Regions from separate parts of the Oryctolagus cuniculus genome. Here region 2 is linked to region 1. A link is a contact called in public Hi-C data. All regions are on one chromosome and are shown on one strand. The core of a region is the stretch at or near the end of the contact, and the rest is flanking DNA. Distances in the headings are between cores, read along the strand shown. Region 1 overlaps IFIH1 (interferon induced with helicase C domain 1). Region 2 holds the start of GCG (glucagon).

Region 1 (5,560 bases), core at 1,861-4,360:
TAAAATCAACAAAACCATTTCTAAACATTTGAAGAGTTCTCAGGCTACTACACTTTCTTTAATGCTGGATGTTATATGCTGTTGCCTTGTAACTCACTTCTCATCTGATCACAAGACGACACACAAATCAGTGGTGTTTTTTGGACTAACACTTCCCTAAAAAATGCCAGAGTAACATAAAACTCACAATCATTTTCTTATATTAAAATATTTTATTTACATCAAGTGAACAGTTATGTAGACACCTTAATTCTATAATCTTACAGCAAAATTGGTTATACTATCATGTTTAATTGTCTGCTATTGTTGCTTGTCAAAACAAATGAGTAGTCAGTTTACACTAGCATTTTTATTTTACGATTTTAAAAGTAAGTCTCTATAGTAACATAATGTAGATTGTATTTAAATAAGTACAATTCATTTTATTTGGAATAAACTTACTTTCATACAGGATTGAATAGAAAATCCTCCAAACACTGTTAGAGTGCCCTGTTGTGAAACTAGAAAACGCAGATACCCCAAATTGGCCAGCAGAGGGCGCTTGTACATTTATAAAGAGACTGGAATTTCACTGTTCCAATGTGGAAGATTATAATGTAACTGTAGAAATGTGGTGTGTGTGAATATTCAGTGCGCATGACTATGAATGCATGTGTATATTTTGATTTATATATTCATTCACGTGAAGATTTTAAAATTCCACCCCAGCTAATGAGCTTACCAACCTGCTTGTTTTCAGACTTTAATACCTTCTTTCTCATATTCCCCCATATGTTCAACTCCTTAGGTTTATCCGGTGACATTATGCTTTGGAATATATTGTGGATATATTTTGCATAGATCATGTTCTGTAGGAGGGGTTTAAAAATTGACCTTTATAAAACAGCCTCTTTCTCCCTGGCCCAATCTGTTATAGCACTTTTTTGTTGTTGTTGTTTTGTTTTGCTTTTTTTATAGATCAAAGTCCAATCATAGATTTGGCCTATACTAATTTCTGTAAAAATGTCACAAAATTTATATTTCCACTTGAGGACAAGAATAATTATTTATAGCATTAACCTGTAGAAATAAGAGATTTTTAGAATCTTTAGAAATAAATACCATGGCATTTCAGACTTAAATAGAAAGGATAATTGCCACATTAATGTACAATAATATAGTATCAGAATCCCTATCCTGCTTCAGGATTTAAGAGAGTTCTTTATTTCTGTATATTTCTGAATCTGGGTATCATTAATTATTGAGAACTAGCAGTATTACTGAGGCAATATAAAAGGCAGATATTAACCTGAGTTGACGGGGGAAAGAGAGAGGCAGAGAGAGGGAGGGACACAGAGAGAGATTGATGCTGATGATACTGGTGCTTGCTCAAAGATTTTATAAGTTTGTGTTTTATTTCAACTTACCGTGAACTATCTGTGTCAATTATAGGACTTACAATTGAGAAATATTTTCAGAAAGGCTGTGGTTCTTATCTTAGGAATGAGGATATACATATATTGGCAGAAAGAAATCTTCCTAGATTGCAGTTAATACATGCTGTATTTATTCTCATGATGTCCAATTATGGCTACACACTTAAAGCTTTTTAAACAAAGTTTTCACAAAAGCAATGATTTCCTTTTTAATTTGGACTGTAAGCCAGAATAACAGGCAGGAAGAGGATGGTCAGATTATGTTATTGAGGGAACTAAACACTGAGGCATTGGGTTTACCCTAAGGACATTTATACCCAGCTCACAAAAGCCAGTGACATACTCATAAGGAGAAACAGTAACCTACCCATAGCAAAAGAATCATGAGCCCTACATGGTAAGGGGTGAGAAGGTTTGTGAAAGAAGGGAGGGCCGGCGCCATGGCTCAATAGGCTAATCCTCTACCTAGCGGCGCCGGCACACGGGGTTCTAGTCCTGGTTGGGGCGCCGGATTCTGTCCCGGTTGCCCCTCTTCCAGGCCAGCTCATGCTGTGGCCAGGGAGTGCAGTGGAGGATGGCCCAAGTGCTTGGGCCCTGCACCCCATGGGAGTGCCAGGAGAAGTACCTGGCTCCTGGCTTCAGATCAGCGCGGTGCGCCGGCCGCAGCGTGCCAGCCTTGGCAGCCAGTGGAGGGTGAACCAATGGCAAAGGAAGACCTTTCTCTCTGTCTCTCTCTTTCTCACTGTCCACTCTGCCTGTCAAAAAAAAAAAAAAAAAAAAAAGGAGATTAATCTTAGAAAACTTCTTAGGGGAGAAATACAATGTATTTTCTCTGAGCCTTGAAGGTCTTTTGTGGGATTTTCTAAGTCCATGTGGCAGGAAACATTTTCAGTTGCAGAACCGTCATGAGTAAATGCATTGAAAAGATAGGGGAGCAGTTTGAGAGGGGAGCACTTGCGAAGGGTGATGAGAGAGAAGCTCTCTAAACTCAATGGGAGTCCATGGGTTTCTCTGTCGTTTTTCCACTGCTTTTCCCATGGCACACACACACACAAATACAAGTTCACCACTCACTGGTGATCATGAAATACCAGCACAGAGCATGCGTGATCATCTCAGACGATGTTTCTAGCAAAGTTCTTAATTAGAGGAGAATTCTGACAGGACACTGATCGCGTGAAACTGGCCGTGGTGGGAATATCTACACCACAGAAATAGACACTCTTCAGTCATGGCTTTTCTCCTTCACGTAGATGAACCCCCATGAACATCCCTCTTCCTGTCCTTTCTTCTTGTCTGCTTATTCCTGTTGCCTTTCTCAGCAGGTGTCTATAAGATTTCCAAATTGCCTTCCACCTTGCCATCCCTACACTTTGTTATTCCCAAGACTGACTTCTCGCGTGGGTATCCAGCTCATCGTTCATGATTGATTGGACTCTAGGGCATGCTGCTCCATGACTGACTGGCAGTAAATGGATAGGTCATACGGAGGGGCGCTGCTTATTAACAATCCTGCTGCATTAGGACTCAAGTCCGAAGGCTAAAGGGGATGGATGACACAGCTGATGCTATCTTTAAATGCAATTCAAATTTAATTCTGATTGAAGCATTTCAGCAGTAGAAATGCTATAAACAGGAGCAGAGGAGCGCCTTGGATAGCCATGTGGGCCTGTGGCTCTAGGAGTCTGATTTTTCTCTTTGGGGAACTCATTTCCTAGAAGCTTGGATCCAGGAGAGAATATGCAAGGTGGGTGGAGGTGGCTTCTCTCCATTCTGCAGGAACACATGTTCCTTGGCACAGAGAACAGAATCTGACAGACCAAAATGTGAGCGAGTGTATGTGTAGAGTGATATACATAGAGCTGAAGATAAAAGTGATCTATTTCCTCTCAAGAAGGATTGAGAATAAGTTATTTCAAAAGAAAAGGAAACACTTATTAGTAGTATGAACGCGAGCACACAGAAGAAGTCCACACAGTCGTTGTGCACACGTGATATGAGCTTTCGGGGAGATCTTTGTTTGATGTTTCGGGTTGAAACTGGAGGGAAGTGGGGGAGGGCTAAGGAGGTGAGGCTAAATGCCGAGCAAGATCCGAAGTCGCATAAACGTAACGTTAGCATGGGCAGTGGAATTCGACCATCTCAAGTCTTCCTGAGAGAGCCAAGCTGTTGGTGCTCTTCTTGTTCAGCACACACAAAGGCCCTTTCCTTTTCCTTATTTCCTGCTGGAACACAAAACACTTGTCAGCAAAGAGAACCTGTGACAGACTGAGGCAAGGGGAAAGGAAGTGGAGTGGTTTTGGGGCTCAAAGTAGGAGAGACGTCACCCTCACCTGGTAGGAATAGAAGCACAGTTTGTATTTTACCTAATAAAGCTTAGCTCTGAGTAAACAATGTAGTTGTCCACTACTTGTGAAAATAACATTTTCCAGTAGAGGGCAGACTTTACATTAAAATAGATCTGAAAGGCCTGCAACTAAGGTTTTTTTTTTAATTTGAAAAATTGTTTAAATTTCAGTATTTTTGGTTTCTAAATGATATAAAAATAAATTCAAAGTATTTAAGGTCTAGGGTATGTTAAATATGAAATTTCTTGGATCCTAGTTCATATTTCTGCCATATTAGCAAAATATTCAATCTGTGATTACAGAATGAGGCCGTTTTTTTCCCATGGCTTATGGACTGGTCGTAGACACTCAGAGTTGTTGTAAGCAAAGCTGTTCTTTTTTGTGTTGTTTACAAAGCTATCACAGAAAATTCCATCTTTTAACTGGATGGGTATAATTTTCTTTCACGCCAATAGTGTTTGATATGAATAACCACTTTTCTTTAACAAGGATTAGCATCATTTTCTAATTTGTTTTATAGCTAGCTTTAATATTTTCCCTAGGGGAAATGGCACCTTATATAAAAGTTAACTAACCTATTACACAACGTAATTCTGATATGCAAAGCCCTTTATGCAGCAGCTATATGGAATTTAATGTTTGTTTCTTTTCAAGATTCTTTTCTTTTCTCTAACAAAATCATCCTTAAGTAAATTAGAAACTAGAACTACAGTTTACATTTTATTTTTAAAGGTTTGGTCATTTGTTCACAGTGGCTGAGTTCCAATCCAGAGACCAATCCTTTAGAGTCCACACTGTTTTTTATGGCAGCACCCTGCTCCATTGATTTTGTTTTATATTTTCTACTCTAATATCACACATGCATAATCTGATTTATATGACAAGTCCAGAGTGACGTACTTTGAGAAGTACAAAGAACAAAATAAGATAATCCTAAATAAATCAATTGTAGAAATTTTTTCACATGTAAACTATATAGGTTGGTTTATTTTCTGGTGTCACATAAGCACTTTCTTGAACTTGCTTTTTAGGGTGTATGACTATAATATGATTTTTTTTTAAAGTGCATATAGAAAGAAAACCTTTAGGGAAGGCATTCTTGGTGTTATGGGAAATACACTATATTTTATTTTATTATTAAATTTATTTCCTTCAGTACTTCCATTCCCATGAAAGCAAATATATATATATATATTTATATTTATATAAATTCGTAAGAATTTGCTGCCTTGGAAACAAAATTATTTTTATGTGAAGAAACTGGAGACTTATAGTCTCTTAAAATGACAGATAAATCAGCTCTTGATAACCACTTTCATTTTCATAATACTCCCCATCAGAATTATTCACACTAACTTTGTGCAATACGGACAGAGTAGTTTGTTTTAACTTGGATGCAAAGCAGGTTTAAAAATGAGTGTGAATGCTTAAAGGTAAAAATGAACGTCTGTCAATGAAATCAGCAATATTAACAAAGTACAAATCATCTCACTAAATTTTTTTTGGAAAGACAAGCTCTGTTTTCACATTGGTAGAAAATTTGATATTGCAATAAAAATGTCTATTGCTGTTAACAACAAAAGAAATCCTTTGTTCTCAATTAACACTGTCGGTACGGTATTGTTTCCTTGTTCACAAAGCTTCCCAGAAATCATGAGATGCACTTGAGGTTGGAAAAAAAGCACTCTAACCCTAGACTTAAGATTCAGAAAATGAGAACTCTGACCCATTCTAGCTGTGTGATCTGGAGAAGTCATTTAACCTCTCTGAGCCTTGATTTCCCACCTATAAAATCGA
Region 2 (5,560 bases), core at 1,757-4,256, 160 kb after region 1:
AGTAAACACTCAACCACTCCACACCCCATGGTTTTGTAAGGTGAGGTCATAAACAGGACAAGCTACATAATTTTTTTGGGACAACTGAAAGAAATGTGGGACTTTGTTCAAAAATTATTAAGTATTTGAATGTGTTAAAAGGTAAGCACTAAAGCAAGCTCAGTGTCCTTCTACACCTGCAGCCCCATGCAGCCTCACAGGTCACACCCATCAAAGTTGTCCCTGGTCCTGAGCTTTATAAAAAGGCAAGAAACCCTTGATCAAATAACTTATTTGCTTCAAAAAAATTAATGGAAAATTTTCCATCCTACTTCATGTAGTAAATGTCTTCTATTTCTTATGTCAAGACACAATGACCTTGCAGGAGGTATGTCATAACCACTGTGGGGTCAGACCCATTGACAACTACCAGTCATTGCTACCTGATGGAGGAACTCTAATCAACACTCCCAGTATTTCCCTGCCTCCATACAACCTTTTAAACATTGGTCGTACAAATACAGGGCTACCACTTTCTCTGCCTCACATCTCTGCCTCAACTAACTAATGGCAGTGAGAGGAATTGAAGGCCAAGCAGAAATTGGTGTTGGGGAAGCATTGTGCAAAGACCTGGAGGAACAAATTGTACTTGATTTTTGTCTTATTTTCTGACAATACAGTGCCTGATTATGAACAAGCCTGACTTGCCCTTCTGAGGCGGGAGAGCAGTGTGAGAAGGATTTGTGATACAAATGCATACTCAAAGTGCTTAGCATTGTGAGGATGTGAGTCCCCAGTAACCTGATTGATTGGCTAGAGGAAGTGAGAGGAAATTTATGGAAAAACTTGAGATGTTCACTTCTAAATAATAGAAAACAAGTAGGGTGAAGGGGGAAGAAGGAGGTTTTGGAGTGAAATATTGGGATGGCGTATTCACTGAGATGGCAACACTGTGTTCAGGGTTTTGTATGTGTCATCCACAGAGCTCACTTCTTAGGACTGCTCCACAAACAGGTTGTGTCCTAAGAGGGAGAGAAAGAAATGGAGACAAACAGAAACATGTCAAACAGACAAAAGGAAAAAAAATTGGAACTGAATCTGCCAAAACGGTGAGCAAAAATACACACAGATAATATGTTTATGAATATTGTAGCCAGAGGAGAGAACAATTTAATCGTACATTAACCAACACTCACTTTCAAGCCATGATTGTTATTTATACCTTATTGACTGCAAGAGGACCTAAGGCTTGACACTTTTCTCTGCTCTCTCACCCCCTCTGCTGGCAGTGCCAAGAAGCAATCCTCAGATCAAGACCCCAGCAAACAGGTAAGTGAGGTGATTGCTTCCTACAGATGAACTTCACAAACTTTAATATCTATATGAATTGCCTGGGGATCTCATTAACATGCAGACTATGATTCAATACTTCTGGGCTGCATTTCTAGAAAAGTCCCAGATGCTGGTCCTTGGACCACACTTTAGACAGCAAGTCTTTCATATCATCAATAGACAAAAAAGACCCTCAGTAAGGTCTCCCAAATTGACACCAAACTGATCTCCATGGCCTTTAAGTAGCCATATATCTAACAGTTGGTCTGATCCGCAAATCGAACCCTTAAGTGAATTTGGAATGTTTCTCCAGTTGCCTCTGTCATTTACTTTCACAAAAGTCACCAGGGATACCATGCAAAGGAATCTGGTTAGAAAATGTTGCGATGCTTTTACTTTTAGCTTGGAAGGGACCATTAACCATGCCCTTTAGCCTACAAATAAGGAGGCAAGGACACAGAGAAAGTATGTGACTCGACCAGGGTCACACAGTTTGCTGATAGTGGCAAGACTAAAATTTAATTATGCTGACATTAGTTCTCATGCTAGCTGTCCAGATTAGTTCACATTTTTCTATTTCTCCAAAGTGACGAAAATTGTATCCTATAAATCCTCTAGACCTGGGCCGGCGCCGTGGCTCACTAGGCTAATCCTCCGCCCTGCGGCGCCGGCACACTGGGTTCTAGTCCCAGTCGGGGCACCGGATTCTGTCCCGGTTGCCCCTCTTCCAGGCCAGCTCTCTGCTGTGGCCAGGGATTGCAGTGGAGGATGGCCCAAGTGCTTGGGCCTTGCACCCCATGGGAGACCAGGAGAAGCACCTGGCTCCTGCTATCCGATCAGCGCGGTGTGCCGGTGATGGTGGCCATTGGAGGGTGAACCAACAGCAAAGGGAGACCTTTCTCTCTGTCTCTCTCTCTCACTGTCCACTCTGCCTGTCAAAAAAAAAAAAAAAATCCTCTAGACCTGTATGGAAGGTCACAAAACTCAGGAAATATGACAGTATGCATCTCATCTTGACAATTTTCTCCACATCTCATTCTTTTGTAATTTAGTGCCTCATTCTCTTTATCAGGCAGGTCAGAATTCAAATACCCATAGGACTATTAACATTGCCTATCTTGGATGTTTAATACTCTTCTTGCTATATTCTTTCTAAGTTTGATTTATTACAATGGGCCACATTACATTTTAACTGACGTTCTTTAAAATTCCCCACAAAAACAATACAAATTAATTCCATACAATGGAGAGGATAGGATTTTTAATAAGTATGTGTAGAATTAATGATTTGCTATTTTAATAAATGGATGAATTAATAAATTATTAAACTCAATAAATCCATCATATCTAAGTATTAAAACTGAAAGACTCTCAAATGAGGCCATGCTAAAAATGGGGCTAGCTACAGACTACATAATATCAAGTTCTTTTTTCCTCAACATCAAAATTTACGTCAGATAATAAGTGAATTTCATGCCTGAATGAATTTCCAAACTGTCCTTTCCATTCCCAACAAAAACAAAAGGAAAAGGCACAAGAGTCAATAAAAAGTTTCCGGGTCTCTGATGTCCCACCCAATACGGGCAGAGAATGCAGATGAGCAAACTGAGTGGGCGAGTGAAATCATTTGTAACAAAGACCCATTATTTACAGTTGAGAAATTTATATTGTCAGCATAATATCTGTGGGCTAGGAGAGCTGGAGAGTATATAAAGCAGTGTGGTCTGCTGCAGAAGTGCAGAGTCCAGGGCACAGAGCACATCCAGTGTCCACAGAGGGCTTGCTCTCTCTCCACCTGCTCTGTTCCACACGCCAGTACTCAGAAGGTAAGACTGACATTGGATGATCGCAAAACTGTGAATCCTGTTTTGGAGACAGTTTAGTATGTTAAGGGAGCAAATACTATGAATTAAAGTGTTCTTTCATTGTGTACTTTATTATTAATAATAGATAGAACAGAATTGAGATGAAAAAGTATCAAATGTGTTTACATCTACTTGAACATACTGAAGCTGCAAATTGAGTCGGAGAAACAATTCAGCGCAATGATACAAAATAGAAAACAAAGATTGAAATGAAGGCACTTGTTATAAGGTTTAATTGTTATGAAAACTGAATTTGAAAATAAGTTGTAACATTTTGACAAATAAATATTTTTCCTTAGATTTGATAAATGTGTATAGTACTTTGAACAGAAGGCGCCTTCTAAATTCAGCAGAAATGCGTCCATTAGAAAGGCTGTAACAGAAATTGCTCTTTACCAATTAAAATATCTGGTTTTCCAAGAGTGGATTCAATATCTGTCTTTCAAAAATTCGAATTTCTGAGAGGTCTATCAAAAAAATCAAAGTCCATGAAATAAGCTCTTAATAAATAAGACATAGCGTATTTGGTGTGGAAAAAAGTACCATCTAGTTTTTGGGATTTCTTTGGATGGATCTGAGTAAAGCCATGTATTAATAATCATTTGATATATAGTGAGGACCAGTAATAATAAATAAAACCTAAAATCACTATAAACTGGAAAAAATTTTAGTACTTTTTTTAGAAAAAAAATTAGATGTTCTAAAGTATCTATGAGGATACTGCACAAAGTTCATGGAAAATGGAATTTACAGATAAATTTGTTTTGGTGCAAGAATAGTTTTGACATTTGTGAATACTTTGATAATACACATTTTCCACAAATGTTTTGAAGTACCCACATATTTAAGCTCTTAAAGAGCAAATTTGCAAAGATCCTCAATGGAGTAAGTGATTAAATGGTGTATTTTTCCATACATACTGAGGACCTGTTATGAAAAGAGTTGGCCAGTTTTAAAAGGAATTATGTGTTCTACAATGCCAATATACATAGGGATGTAATATAAATTTCTTTCCTAGGTCTGGGGTTAATCTTTATAAAAGATGCTCCTCGCAGAGATTACTACTGTTACTCTAGTTGCCTTTGAAAAATTTGAATAGAAATGGGGGGGAGTACACAATTTCAGACTCTCTCCTTAGGCTACAAAAGAAGAGTAAAAGTAACTGGAAAGTATTTTCTTATTGAATGATATTTTGATACTAAAATAACATAAATATTTTGCTTTCTTAGCAATAGAATTCAAGCAATGGGTTAACTCTATTTTTTTCACAATTCTATAGACTCAAAAACAAATACATGAGATGTTTAAGCCAGTTCATTCTTTCCATAGAACTCATTTGATTGGTTTTAAAGGACTTCAAGCATTCCCTTATTTATGGTTATTTATTAATGATCTATACATTCCCTTATTTATTTATGATTGTTTCATATTCCATCAGCACCCACAATGGTAGAGTAAAATCTGCTCTAAATATGCCTCTGTAGGGCATGATTGAAGATATTGCAAAATCTTTAGAGATTTTGAATGGAAGGAATTATTTAGGACTAAACTGACAGCTTTTAGTCTTTTACGAGAAACTTTCCAACAGTGGTACAATCCTAAAAAGAAGCGTTTGCTTTAATTTGCAAATAGTTCTGGAAACACAGATATTATAATTGAGATTTAGAATCAGAAAAACTTCCTAATACCCTGGTAAAGTTTCCCAAATTTCCCAGCTGGTAAAACAAGCATAGCAAAACACCAAATTGGTCATTTAATGTTAATGAAGGAAGAAGGGTGAATATATAATTCTTACTGTTTTTCTTTGTCTAATTGGCCACTTAATCTGCAGAGATTTAACATTTATTTTTTTTAAATGTTTTAAGATTTTATTTATTTATTTGAGAGAAGGAGTTACAGACAGGGAGAGAGGGAGAAACAGAGAGAAGGGTCTTCCATCTGCTGGTTCACTCCCAAAGTGGTCACAGTGGCCAATGGAAGCTGGGCCAATCCGAAGCCAGGAGCCAAGAGCTTCCACGGAGTGCAGAGGCCCAAGCACTTGGCCTATCTTCAACTATTTTCTCAGACCATAGCAGAGAGCTGGATCCAAAGAGGAGCAGCTGCAACAGGAACTGGCACCCATTTGCACTGGCTCCACAAAGGAGGCTTAGCCTACTACACCACAAAGCCGGCCCCCAAGATTTAATATTTCAAAGAATAAAGTTACTGCAGCAGGTATTACAGTCTCTGTTTTAGTGCCAGAGATGGATGGTAAATATGGCTAGGATGTTAAAGAAAAGATTGATAGTTTAAAATGATAATATTTGTAAAATGCTTATTCCAAACCAAATGTCTTTTGCTAAAAATACTCATTCAAATTATTTATGGATAAGCACAAACTTAAA

Evidence for each region. A called contact is a pair of places that touch in the nucleus more often than the background predicts.
Region 2: a contact with region 1 is called in a Hi-C map of embryonic fibroblasts, with 4 times the contacts expected there. The contact joins the promoter of GCG here to the enhancer-like site in region 1. A contact is called at or near these places in 5 of 6 Hi-C or Micro-C datasets (ear pinna, embryonic fibroblasts, psoas muscle and 2 more).

Annotation. Positions count from the first base shown.
Region 1 is chr3:79,383,446-79,389,005 of mOryCun1.1, forward strand. All of the region lies in intron 3 of IFIH1 (interferon induced with helicase C domain 1), which reads left to right. Among named protein-coding and RNA genes, the nearest start is that of IFIH1, 28 kb to the left of the region's middle. Within about 2 kb of position 3,111, at least 2 of the 8 cell types and tissues checked have an H3K27ac peak or open chromatin away from gene starts, as enhancers often do.
Region 2 is chr3:79,546,217-79,551,776 of mOryCun1.1, forward strand. GCG (glucagon) reads left to right here and starts at 3,007. Exons shown (of 6, transcript XM_008258669.4): 1 at 3,007-3,137.